Linked DNA regions of Gossypium hirsutum: region 2 is linked to region 1. Evidence: chromatin contacts called from public Hi-C data. All regions are on one chromosome and are shown on one strand. Each heading gives the region's core, a stretch centred on a gene start, on an enhancer-like site or on the middle of the called end of the contact. The rest is flanking DNA. Distances are from core to core; before and after follow the strand shown.

What was found. Hi-C and Micro-C count contacts between places; a contact is called where the count stands out from the background.
Region 2: a Hi-C map of leaf shows a contact between it and region 1, with 2.1 times the contacts expected there. The contact joins two enhancer-like sites. A contact is called at or near these places in 11 of 34 Hi-C or Micro-C datasets (callus, fibers, hypocotyl and 2 more).

The regions. Positions count from the first base shown.
Region 1 is chrA06:25,833,674-25,839,452 of Gossypium_hirsutum_v2.1, reverse strand. No RefSeq gene overlaps it. Among protein-coding and RNA genes, the nearest start is that of LOC107962825, 4.7 kb to the left of the region's middle. Within about 2 kb of position 2,117, at least 1 of the 9 cell types and tissues checked has an H3K27ac peak or open chromatin away from gene starts, as enhancers often do. A contact at or near this core is called in leaf, where this site is marked.
Region 2 is chrA06:26,137,079-26,142,857 of Gossypium_hirsutum_v2.1, reverse strand. No RefSeq gene overlaps it. Among protein-coding and RNA genes, the nearest start is that of LOC107963569, 3.0 kb to the left of the region's middle. Within about 2 kb of position 3,662, at least 3 of the 9 cell types and tissues checked have an H3K27ac peak or open chromatin away from gene starts, as enhancers often do. A contact at or near this core is called in leaf, where this site is marked.

The DNA.
Region 1 (5,779 bases), core at 868-3,367:
AATTTAAAAAAAAACTTAGCACTATATTGCTCAATATTCAACGGTACTGTTAAAATCTTGAATTAATTATACGAGAATTAAATTATAAAGACCAAAGTTAAAATTTGACCAGAGTTTACATATTATTGTGATAAAATAATATTCTCACTATATATGTAGTGAATTACTGGAAGGAACTCAATTATATATAAACTAGGAAACAAATATTTTTGATTATATAACTTCACTTTGTTCAAGATATATATAATTCAAACAAATAGTTTCACTCCATTAGCCATATAGGCAGACATTCTATTCCATGTCCTTGAATTTCCAAACATATATAACTGGATTAGCATTGAAAAATAAAAAAGCTTGGATAAGAAGCCAATCAGGTTCCATATGCTAAAATACAATAATTTGATACACTGTCACTGCCACCTATTGTATTTCCCCTCTATTCAAGTTGGTCTCAAACATAGCAGTCTTTTAAGTCCATAAATCATTGATTTTATTGTGAAATAAAAAAAAGGTGGAAGTAAGATATATAGTCAGATGCCATGTATAAACTCCACTATGGACCAAGGTCCACAACAATATAGCCAATGAAGAAGTAATAATAGTGTTTGTTCACAATGATTTGGGGTTTGAAGTTTCCACAATGGCTATTGATAATGGCTCATCTTTCAGGTTTTATGGGGCCAGCTTTATTCTGTTTGATTTTTATGAGAAAAAAGCATATTCCCAGAATTGGAATCCCTTTCTTTCTTGATTTGATACCAACCCCATCATCTTCTTTTCTTTGCAGTCAAGTCATAAATTGCCAACTTGTTATTGTTCGAACCTGCAAAAAATTTCTAGTGCTGGATGAATTGGACCCGTCTCTTGTGTTGTACGAATGATAATTCTTGAATTCTATGGCAATTAACTGTAATTTTGAAGTTCTATCTGTTGTGTTTAGTAAGGATAGTTTGCAATCAACTTCACGGTTTTGTTCTTTCGAAAAACACGTCTTTAGCTATATAAAATTATAAGTACGTCCAATTATTGACTAGTCAACGTGGGGTCGTTTTCCTTCCTCAACATGTTATTCAAAATTAGTAATCAATCCAAAAGTTTGTTGCTTCAAATTGGGGTTTCATTAACAAGATCATAAATAGGAGAGCATTGTTGTTGGGAAAATAAACTTTGTTTAGAAAAGCTTGATTGAAAACGAAGTATGTTTGAAAAAAATGTGGTTTACCGATTTATAAGCGTTTGTCCATTACTTTGAAATGTGGGATCAAAAATTGAAATGTAAAACAAGTACATATTTAAAATAATAAATAACATTAAAAATATAAGGATAATTAAGTTGTTTTATCTAAATTCAACTTCCAAATGCTAAAAAACAAGAGGCAAAATTAAAAAAATTTCCTATAAAATATGTTTCATTTCCCTAAACAAAAATTAAATTTCCAATCATATGATTAAAAGATGATGTAAGCAACCAATACTCCTGGTTAACTATGATTTTAATGTTTTTATTGGGTTAGCATTACTTTTTCTGTGAAGAAACAGCTTTTGATCTCAAAAACCATGTTGGACCGTAATGCTAAACGGAGCCTATTGGAAGCTTTGTTGGCAATGGATATATATTTTCAGGTTTTTCATTTTACTGAGGTAACTGAACAGGTCCTAAAGTAGGCAGATTTTCACTCCACCATCACACTCATTCCATTAAAAAGCAGGCTGAACTTTACCCATTTCCATTTGATTAACAAATGCCACAAATTCCTGTATTCTTTAAAATTTAGAATTTAGTTACTGTATTTTTTATTTTTATGAATTTAGTCCTTGTAAATTTTAGATTTTAAAATTTAGGTTTAATTGTTAATAATATTAAATTTTTTGGTGTGATATTTTGAAATTAAAAAATATATATATTGTAATTTTCCAGTCAATTTTTTTTGGTGAAGTGATAGGAATTTCCCTTGTGAACAACATACTTGAAAGGCCTATTGCTTAGAATTCACATATGATTAAAAAAAAGAAGAAGAAATGTGCATTTACAAGATAGATGTTGATGTATCTATGTTAAACTGAGAGCTGGCAATTGATGGTGCAGTTTGGCATTTACATCATCAACTTGTTGCAGCATTTTTGGCCTATACCCTTCTTATCCTAATACCCAGGAAAAGAGATATATACATAATTGTCCATGTCTTAAGGACAAAACAGGCAAGAAAGATCACAAAACCTGTTGTTTGTTTCTTCACAAGACAAGTTGTGTGAAGTGATGGGTGATTTTGGAGGTTGCAATTTTCAAACAACACACAGTTATTAATTTAAGATCACTCACTGAATCCAATATTTTTCATGCATTTGAGGCAAATATGAGATTCTTATTTTATAGCTTATTTTCACCAAACATCCTCAAGCATCACTTGAAATTTAAATTCATCCCTAAATTTTAATGCATTCTAATTGACCCCTCAAAATATTAGTATTATATCAATCAAGTCTTCTCTTTAGTTTAGTTGTCAATTTAGGCATTTATGTGAATTTTAATATGATTTAAAGCATATTTGAAACGTATGGATCAAACTCCAAACATGTGTATATCTAATACATGAATAGCTTACATCAAAATTGTTCAAAAACAAAAAGTGAGAATAATTTTTTTTTAATTAGACCTAAGCTATCTATGCAGTTCTTATATATTTGTTTACAATTTGATTCATGTATTTTAAATATACTCCATGTTATATTTAAATTAATATTTAATACTCAAACTAATGACTAAATTGATAAATTGATTTAATTGTTACACTATTGATACTTAGAAAAAGTTGAAATAAAACATCCAAAAACTAATTGAAATGGGGATGATAGTTATACTACCATTAACCTTGAAATCAATTAAACCTTTGTCTTTGAATGGCTCTTTTGGTTATAATGGACTGAGTTTAGAGCATAATTGCAATCAATAAAATAATACGACTTTCCCAAACCTTGGAATGATTATTTAGCTCAAATTTTGTTTCTTGTTGGTTTAAAGTTGATTGACTTTTCACAAACTTTTGGGTTAGTTGTATAGGATTGAGTTTCAACAAATGATTAAGAATTAGAACCCAAACTCCAACGTAGAAAATTTTCATCATTCTTCTAACTAAGTCCTACACTTTTATAAGTGAATTAATGGGTTCTCACCTTGTTATCTTAATCATTCACTAATTTACTATACTTATCAACCACCCCCTATTCACACCAAGTAATGATGGCACTGAGGTGGTAGCTAAGGCCTAAGTTGGGTTCGTTAATCCAATTTAAATTAAATAATATCAATATCTTTTATTTAAATGTAAAATATGTAAATATTAATATAAAAATAATTTATAACATTTTATAATAAATGAAGGCCTATATTTTCCTAAAAGTGTTGAGAGTGGGTATTTGTTATGAAGTGTCTCATTCCTTAGAGTTATTATTCTTGAGATGCCTATACTCGATTTTAGTTTCGGGGTTTTATCTCTTTACTCCGGATAGAGCTCAAAGGGGTTCATGGAGCTTTTACAATAACGCCTAGGTTTACTAAGGAAATGTTTTATCATTTTAGCCTTGGTGGGGTTCAAACGCTTTTCTTTAAAGGGTCTATTGGAACCCACCCATTGTTTGAAAAGTCAAAAAGGGTGGGCACCCAAAGTAGAAAGTAAGATTGGTTGGCAAGTTGGGTTAAAAGTTGGCATGAGATAATTGCAATTTTGGTCCCTAATTGTATAGGGACATTGCAAGTTGATCCTTGAACCTCAACTATAAATAGGCCTAACCATTTCTTACTTTCTACATCCCATAATTGCCATTCTCTACTTAAAGCGTTATTCTCTCTCCCTATTTGTAAATTTCACTTGTAATTTTTGGAGTGAAATATATTTGGTAGTACCCGAGGACGTAGGCAAAATTTGCTGAACCTCGTTAAAATTCTGGTGTTCTTTATTATTTATTTTGCATATTTTGTGAATGTGATTGTAGTAATTTATTGTGCTATTAAATTACGATAGAGGGATATTCTGGCTAGGAAAGACTTGGTATTTAAATGATCTTCGTGATCTACCTCTCTTTCTTGGGAATTGAACTTAGTGTGATTTTTCAGTACAATATTTTTACTCTTTCACACACTTCCGCACAACAATTGGTATCAGAGCCAGGTTCGTACTTGGGGAATATGACCGTTTACGGTACCATTCACGTATACGACACTATTCACGTATACGATACTATTTACGTATATAGCACTATTCACGTATACGGTACTGTTCACGTATACAGTAGTTGGGATTGAGGAGAAAAATGACAGCAGCATTGTCATCAGCAAGGACTACTGTGACAAATGCAAAATTTGAAATAGAGAAATTTGACGGTACCAATAATTTTGGTATATGGCAATGTGAGATCCTGGATGTCTTATGTCAGCAAGAGCTAGATATAGCCCTTGAAGAAAAACCTGACAAGATGGATGATAAGGAGTGGGCCAAGATCAATAGACAGGCGTGTGGTACAATCCGCCTATGTTTGGCCAAAGAGCAGAAGTACTCTGTCATGAGGGAGACATCAGCGAAGAAGTTATGGGATACACTGGAAGAAAAGTTTCTAACGAAAAGTCTTAAAAATAAGCTTTATATGAAAAAAAACTTTATCGATTCACGTATGCACCCGGTATGTCGATGAATGACCATGTGAACTCATTCAATAAAATTTTAGCAGACTTGCTAAATTTGGATGAGAAATTTGAAGATGAAGACAAGGCATTATTGTTGTTGAATTCCCTTCCTGATGAATATGATCATCTTACCACCACATTGCTTCATAGGAAGGACACGATCACATTTGATGCAGTTTGTAGTGCGTTGTATAGATCTAAGACTCGAAAGAAAGATAAAAGAGATTACAGAGATACAACCACAGAAGTCTTAACAGTAAGAAGTCGTTCACACAGCAGCAAATCTGGTAGAAAGGGAAAGTCCAAAGGGAGACCCGCCAAAGATGAATGTGCCTTTTGCCGTGAAAAAGGGCATTGGAAAAAGAATTGTCCTAAGCTACAAAAGGGCAAGGCTATTTCCAATGCATGTGTAGCAGAGCATGATGAGGAGTCAGACTTTAGCTTGGTTGGCATGGCAATGGCATGTCAAACGGATGAGTGGATTTTGGATTCAGGATGTACTTATCATATGTGTCCTAATACGGACTGGTTTTCTAGTCTTAAAGAGCTAGAAGGTGGAATTGTTCTTATGGGCAATGATAGTGCTTGTAAGACAATGGGAATGGGTACAGTCCAATTGAAGAATCACGACGGCTCAATCTAAGTCTTGACAGATGTTCGCTACGTACCTAGCCTGAAGAAAAATCTCATCTCATTAGGGGCCCTAGAATCTAAAGGGCTCACAATCACTTTGAGAGATGGATTACTAAAAGTAGTAGTTGGGCAATTGACGGTGATGAAAGGCACAAGAAGAAATAACTTGTACTTTTTAAATGGAAGTACAGTTATTGGATCAACATCAACAGTTTCTACAAAAGATGTAGATTCAGAGGCTACAAGATTATGGCATATGCAATTGGGACATGCTGGTGAAAAAGCTTTGCAGACTTTGGCGAAGCAAGGCTTGTTGAAAGGTGCAAATTCTTGAAAATTGGAATTCTGTGAACATTGTGTTCTAGGCAAGCAGACGAGGGTAAAATTTGGTCCAGCAATTCACAATACGAAAGGAATTCTGGACTACGTTCACAGTGATGTGTGGGGACCTACCAAAGTGGCTTCTTT
Region 2 (5,779 bases), core at 2,413-4,912, 300 kb before region 1:
GGCCTAATTTCACTTTAAAGACCCCCAATTTAAGATACAAGGCAATTTAACACCTTTAGGTATTAAAACACAACTTTTACTTTTTACGCGATTTAGTCCTTTTTCGAAATTGGACTAGAAATCGCTAAAATTAATATACCAAAATTAACATGCACTTATAAAATCATATTATAACACATAAAATAATACTAAAATAATTTTCTCTGGCCTTGGAATAGTGGTCCCGAAACCACTGTTCCGACTAGGCCCAAAATCGGGCTATTACATATTTTCCCCTGTTATCTGATTTATACGCTGCTCATTCGTACAATTAGGGCTCACTAATACTGGGTACATTGTATCGCGAGCTTTTTCGAATGAAAAAGCTTCATGCCGTAAACATAAGCGGGTGTTTGGTATTATTGCAGTCCTGGGCGCTTTATAGGATGCCATTCTTGGCATCAGTTACTCACCAAACATATGTCTTCCAACTCGTGAATAGGTGATAAAATTTAACCATTATAACAAAAATTTTGAATTTTTTACGAAAATTTGTTCTAACAAGTTTACTTTTTTCATAGATGGAGTTCTTCTTCGAGTATAGGGAGATCATAGATGCTTCCGATTTACCGCCAGATGATTGAAACACACGTCGAGGAGGGGGTAATTTTTACTAATATTCATTACATTTAATTACTTTAGTTATGTTATTTGACTGGTGCTACTATAATGATGTTATTAATTGTGCAGTTCATCTGGATGTCATATTACTTCCCAGACATTACGACTATTATTCCCCCATTTGCTCACATCCACTCACACTTGTGGTTCATTAACATACCCCTGCTGAATTTCTCAACAATCGAGTGGCTTTAACTCGTACACTGCATATGTATTCTGAAAAGACAAGTTACATTTTCAAATTAATTTGTGGAAGTATTAAAAACATTTAAAACATATTTTGAAACTAAATTTTACTCATTTTCACAACTAGTTTCTGCCAATCTGCATTCTTATAGTGTAACAACCCGTTTTCAGTAAAATCAAAACAGTGGTTTCGGGACCACAAATCTGAGTTAGAAAGAAAATTTATTTTAATATTATTGCATGGTCTATATTATGATAGGAAAGACGTATGAAAATTTCGATAAGAAAATTTTACCGATTTCATGTTTAATTATAGAAAGGACTAAATTGAATAAAATGCAAAAGTTGAGTTCTATTAGCTATAAGTATTAAATAGCTATAGAATTCAAAACTTGAAGTCCTTATATGGTAATTAGACCATTAAGGAAATTTAGTAATTACTTTTTATGATTCAACCATGAAAAATTAGAAAAAGAAAAGGAATAAATTGGAAATTGAAATAAATAAAAGATGATAAATAAAATAAATATCTAATATCATCAAATTATATCATCTTCTTCTCCAAATTCTATTGAAACCCTAGGAAAGAGAAAGAAAATCAAGCAAGCCTAATTGGATCCGGAAAGATCAAATAAAGAGTTAGATCGAGGAAAAGAAAAAAATATCAGATTAGTAGATCTCTGTATACGAGCAAGTGACGAGGTAAGTTCGTGTAACTAAATTTGTACATTTATATGCTTAAATTGAATGTTGTGTATGACAATTATGTAGTTGTCATGCATATGAAAATTGAATACATATCTGATAATGCCCAATAAATGATAAGTCCTGTTTGAATAAATGAAGTTCGATGGATAAATGCATACGAAAAATTGATTATATATCTACAATACTAAATATATAAAAATAATTAAATTTCTCAATATTTTATTTTTAAAAAAATATATTGTAAAAAAATAAAATTGGTATATACTAACCTTACAAATTCTTCAATATTTTCTCTTCTACTACAACAAAAAATTTTCCTCTTCTTTTCTTATCTTCAAAATCGTTCAAGAAAACACTGCTTAAATAAGGCTTTTCCACTGGGTGCCACCAGTCAAGGACCCTCCACTAGGTTCCGCCTTTAAAATATCCTCACTCGTGTAACCCGTATTTTTACCCAGTTTCACCTGTGTATGGACACAAAATACAAGTGTCGTCTATCCTACTCCGTCCACCATTTAAATACATTTTTTTAAATACAAATCATATGCTAATGATGGTTCCATGTTTGCACTAGAAAAAAATGTTGGTGCCGCCACCCTATCACCCTCGACCCCCAACAATATTAAAAACATACCATTTTGATAAATAATGGTATTAACATACCATTTAGGTATGTAAATATTAATTTTGTATTATATACATAAAGAAACCTTTTTTCTATTTTTTTAAAGTTTAAAATATTGTTTTATTCACTTGTTTAAAGAACTTTGATAATTAAGCAGGATTATAATAAATTAACAGAGGCCTACTGATTAGGAAACATGTGGGTCCCAATAATTCCAATCAATGATAAAGAAAAGACTTGAAAAAAATATGACAGTTGACAATGCTTAACTTTTTTTTTATGACTCCTAAACTACATATAACCTCCACAAATTCTAAAATTTTAAATTAGAGTATATTACACGTATATTACAACAATAATATCAATTGAATTATAAGATTACTCTTGATCTTTCTGAACGATTGACAATCCTGTTCCAAATATGTAAAATAAGATGTTATCAAGATAGGCAATATATGGAACATTTTTTTTTCTATTAGAATTGGAATTGGTATAAATAGGTATATGCATGTTGTGATTGTATCGTTTCAGATTTATTAACATTTTTAAAATATATATTTATAGATTTCAAATGAATGAGAATAAAATATTCATTACTAAATTTCACAAACAAAAATCAATCATTTAACAATTTAAAAAAAATATTAAACAATAAAATTATTCACAATAAAATCATCCTATACGAAGTGAAGCTTTTAGAAATTTTGCATTTCTTTTCTTTTCTTCTTCCCTGATATACAAGTTGTTTACTTATTTTTTATGTTGTTTAAAAGTTAAAGTCAGTAAAGTTTAATGGTTAAAATTAAAGCATTTATTATTTATTAATATAAATGATAAATATATTTTTATATTATTTTTAATATTATTTATACATAAGTTGATACACAATATTTCGATCTGTGTGATCATAATTAGATAGAATAAACTAATAAAATTGATACAAACTAAAATTTTCACTACAGTGAAAAAAGAGAATTGATTGTTTCTATTTTCGATTAAAACAATGTACACCAAATGATATAGTCAAAACTGATGCATAACCAACTATATTGATAGTTTAGGTTGTCATTATTTTTTGTTCTCAAAATTACTGTTAATTATTTTGCTCAAACAAAAAATTAAAATTTCATCCGTATATTTGTTTCTAATTAGAATTCATGCATTGTGTTATATATTAAATTAAAATTTCATTTTCAAGGAGTGTTAAAAAATTTATTTGTAAGTTATAATAATTTCAATAAATTAATTATTATAAAAACTTAGATTGAATAATTAACTCAAAAGTAATTAAAATAAATTCAAACATAACATAAAATTCAAAGTCCAAAACCTTAGTATTAAAGCAAAGCATTTTTGTTAGTATAGTAGATTTAGAGGAGGAGATTTAAAGAATTTAGAAAATTGGGCCTAGCCCTTAATCTGGGCCTAAGCCAATGGGCTTAACCCCTTATACAAACAGTTTCTTCCAGGCCTCTCAAGTCTTCTGCTTCTGAACTAACTCATATAGACCTCATCATTGATCCAATTCGATTGGATTCCATCAGCTCGAATTTCATTTCATTTATAAATACTGGAATCCGTTGAATACCTCAGCTTTCGACTCCAACTTGTCCTTGTTCATCCAACCCTTACATGGTTAAAATGTTTCTTAATGTTTTATTTATATTGTTATAATATTTTCTAAATTTAAGATTTTTAGTATATAAAAAAATGTATTTATAAAAGTAAAATATATGTAGAAAATCTTATAAAATTAAGAGATTAAAAGTTAAAAATATGTAAAATAGTAACATTAGAAGAGAGATATTTTAGTAAATATATTGGAGTGAATTCTGTAAATTTGCTGGCTTCACCTTTGAAAATTTTAGTGAAATTTTTAGTTCCGTTTGATTTTAGGGAATAAAGGCTGTTTTCTTTTTCTTGAAAAATAGAAAACATTGAAAAATTTTATTTATTTGAAAATTTTAAAAATAAATTTTGGGAAATGAAAAATGGAACTATTTGATAATGTTAATCTTTATTTTATGTAAAACTGAAAAGTTTAAATGAATTGACTCTAGTTTTTAAACCCATATAAACATTAAAAAAAAAATTCAATAGTATTAACTATCAAACTTGTTACCTTGGCTCAAATTCATATAAGTGCGGGATTATTTTATTTTATTTCTCAATTTCTATTATAGGAAAATAAGTACTAAAGAAGTTTTTTTATTTTTTAAAAAAAGAAAGAAAATAAAAATTATTTTTAAAATAAAATAAAAAAGGAATTTTTATTTTCATGTTTTAAAAAATGGTTTTCATTTTATTTTTTTTAAAATTTGAAAAATACATTTGATAACAGGAAAAAAATTTGTTTTCAATAATGGAAATATAAAAATACATTTTGCATATGTTTTCCATTATAGAAATATGATAAATAAATTAAAATTTTCCTAGATTTATATGGATTTGAACTAGGGTAAAAGATAATATTTTAAAATTATTGAAAACAAAAATATTTTTGCATTTATATGTTTTTGAACCTGTGCCAATTCATTAATTAAATTTAAAGTTAAAAAATTTTGTTTTTGTTATGAATGCTATTAAGTGAATGTTCATTATAATCAACTTTTCACCTTTCATATTCCTTAACTCTTCACATTTCATTTCCTTATAACCCCTTTCCTATTTATGTATTAGAAAAAATGAGGAGTCTAATCTCTCCCTATATATATATATATGAATATACTAGTTGTGATGATGATGATGAATAATAGAATGCAATAGAAATCCCCCTAGTATCATATATATCTTTTTATATATTATTCTTGTTTTATAATATGTTATCAGCACGCACGCTTAAATTAATCCAAGAGTCTTGCAATCTTCGTTAGTTTGGATCAAGGTATGTTTGCATCGTTAAAAGTTCCACTAACCCCGTAATTTGTTAAAACTTCTAACATAGCCAAATTAGTTGTAATTTATTTTGTGACTAAGTTGTTGTAATTGCTGGAGTATTGTTATGTTATGCTTGAAAGTTTGTTAAGAGACTACTTATGTTTATATTAAATTTGCATTGTAGTTGTATCATCAGTGTTGAACCTTACAAAACTTGAATTTGTGGCTTTTAATATTATTGGAAAGAACTATTTATCTTGAATGTTAGATGCTAAAATACACTTAGATGCAAAAGGCTTTGGTGAAACTATTAAGTTAATATAAGGTCAAAGCCATGATATTTCTTTTCCATCACCTCCATGGGGGACTAAAGACTGAATATTTGACTGTTAAATATCTATTTGTCCTTTGGAATAGCCAAAAAATCGTAATATTTTCTAAAGCTTGCGATGATTGGTTGCATTTGAGATTACAAGATTTTAAATTTGTGTGTGAATATAACTCAACTAAGTTTAGAATCACTTCCTAATTGAAATTATGTGGAGAGAAAATAGCTGATAAGGATATGTTAGAAAAATAATTCTTAACATTTTACGCAAATAATGTCGTCCTGCAGACAAAATATTGTGAAAAATGTTTTAATAAATATTTTTAAGTTAATATCTTGTCTTCTTGTGGCTGAACAAAATAATGAATTGTTAATGAAAAATCATGAGTCACGTC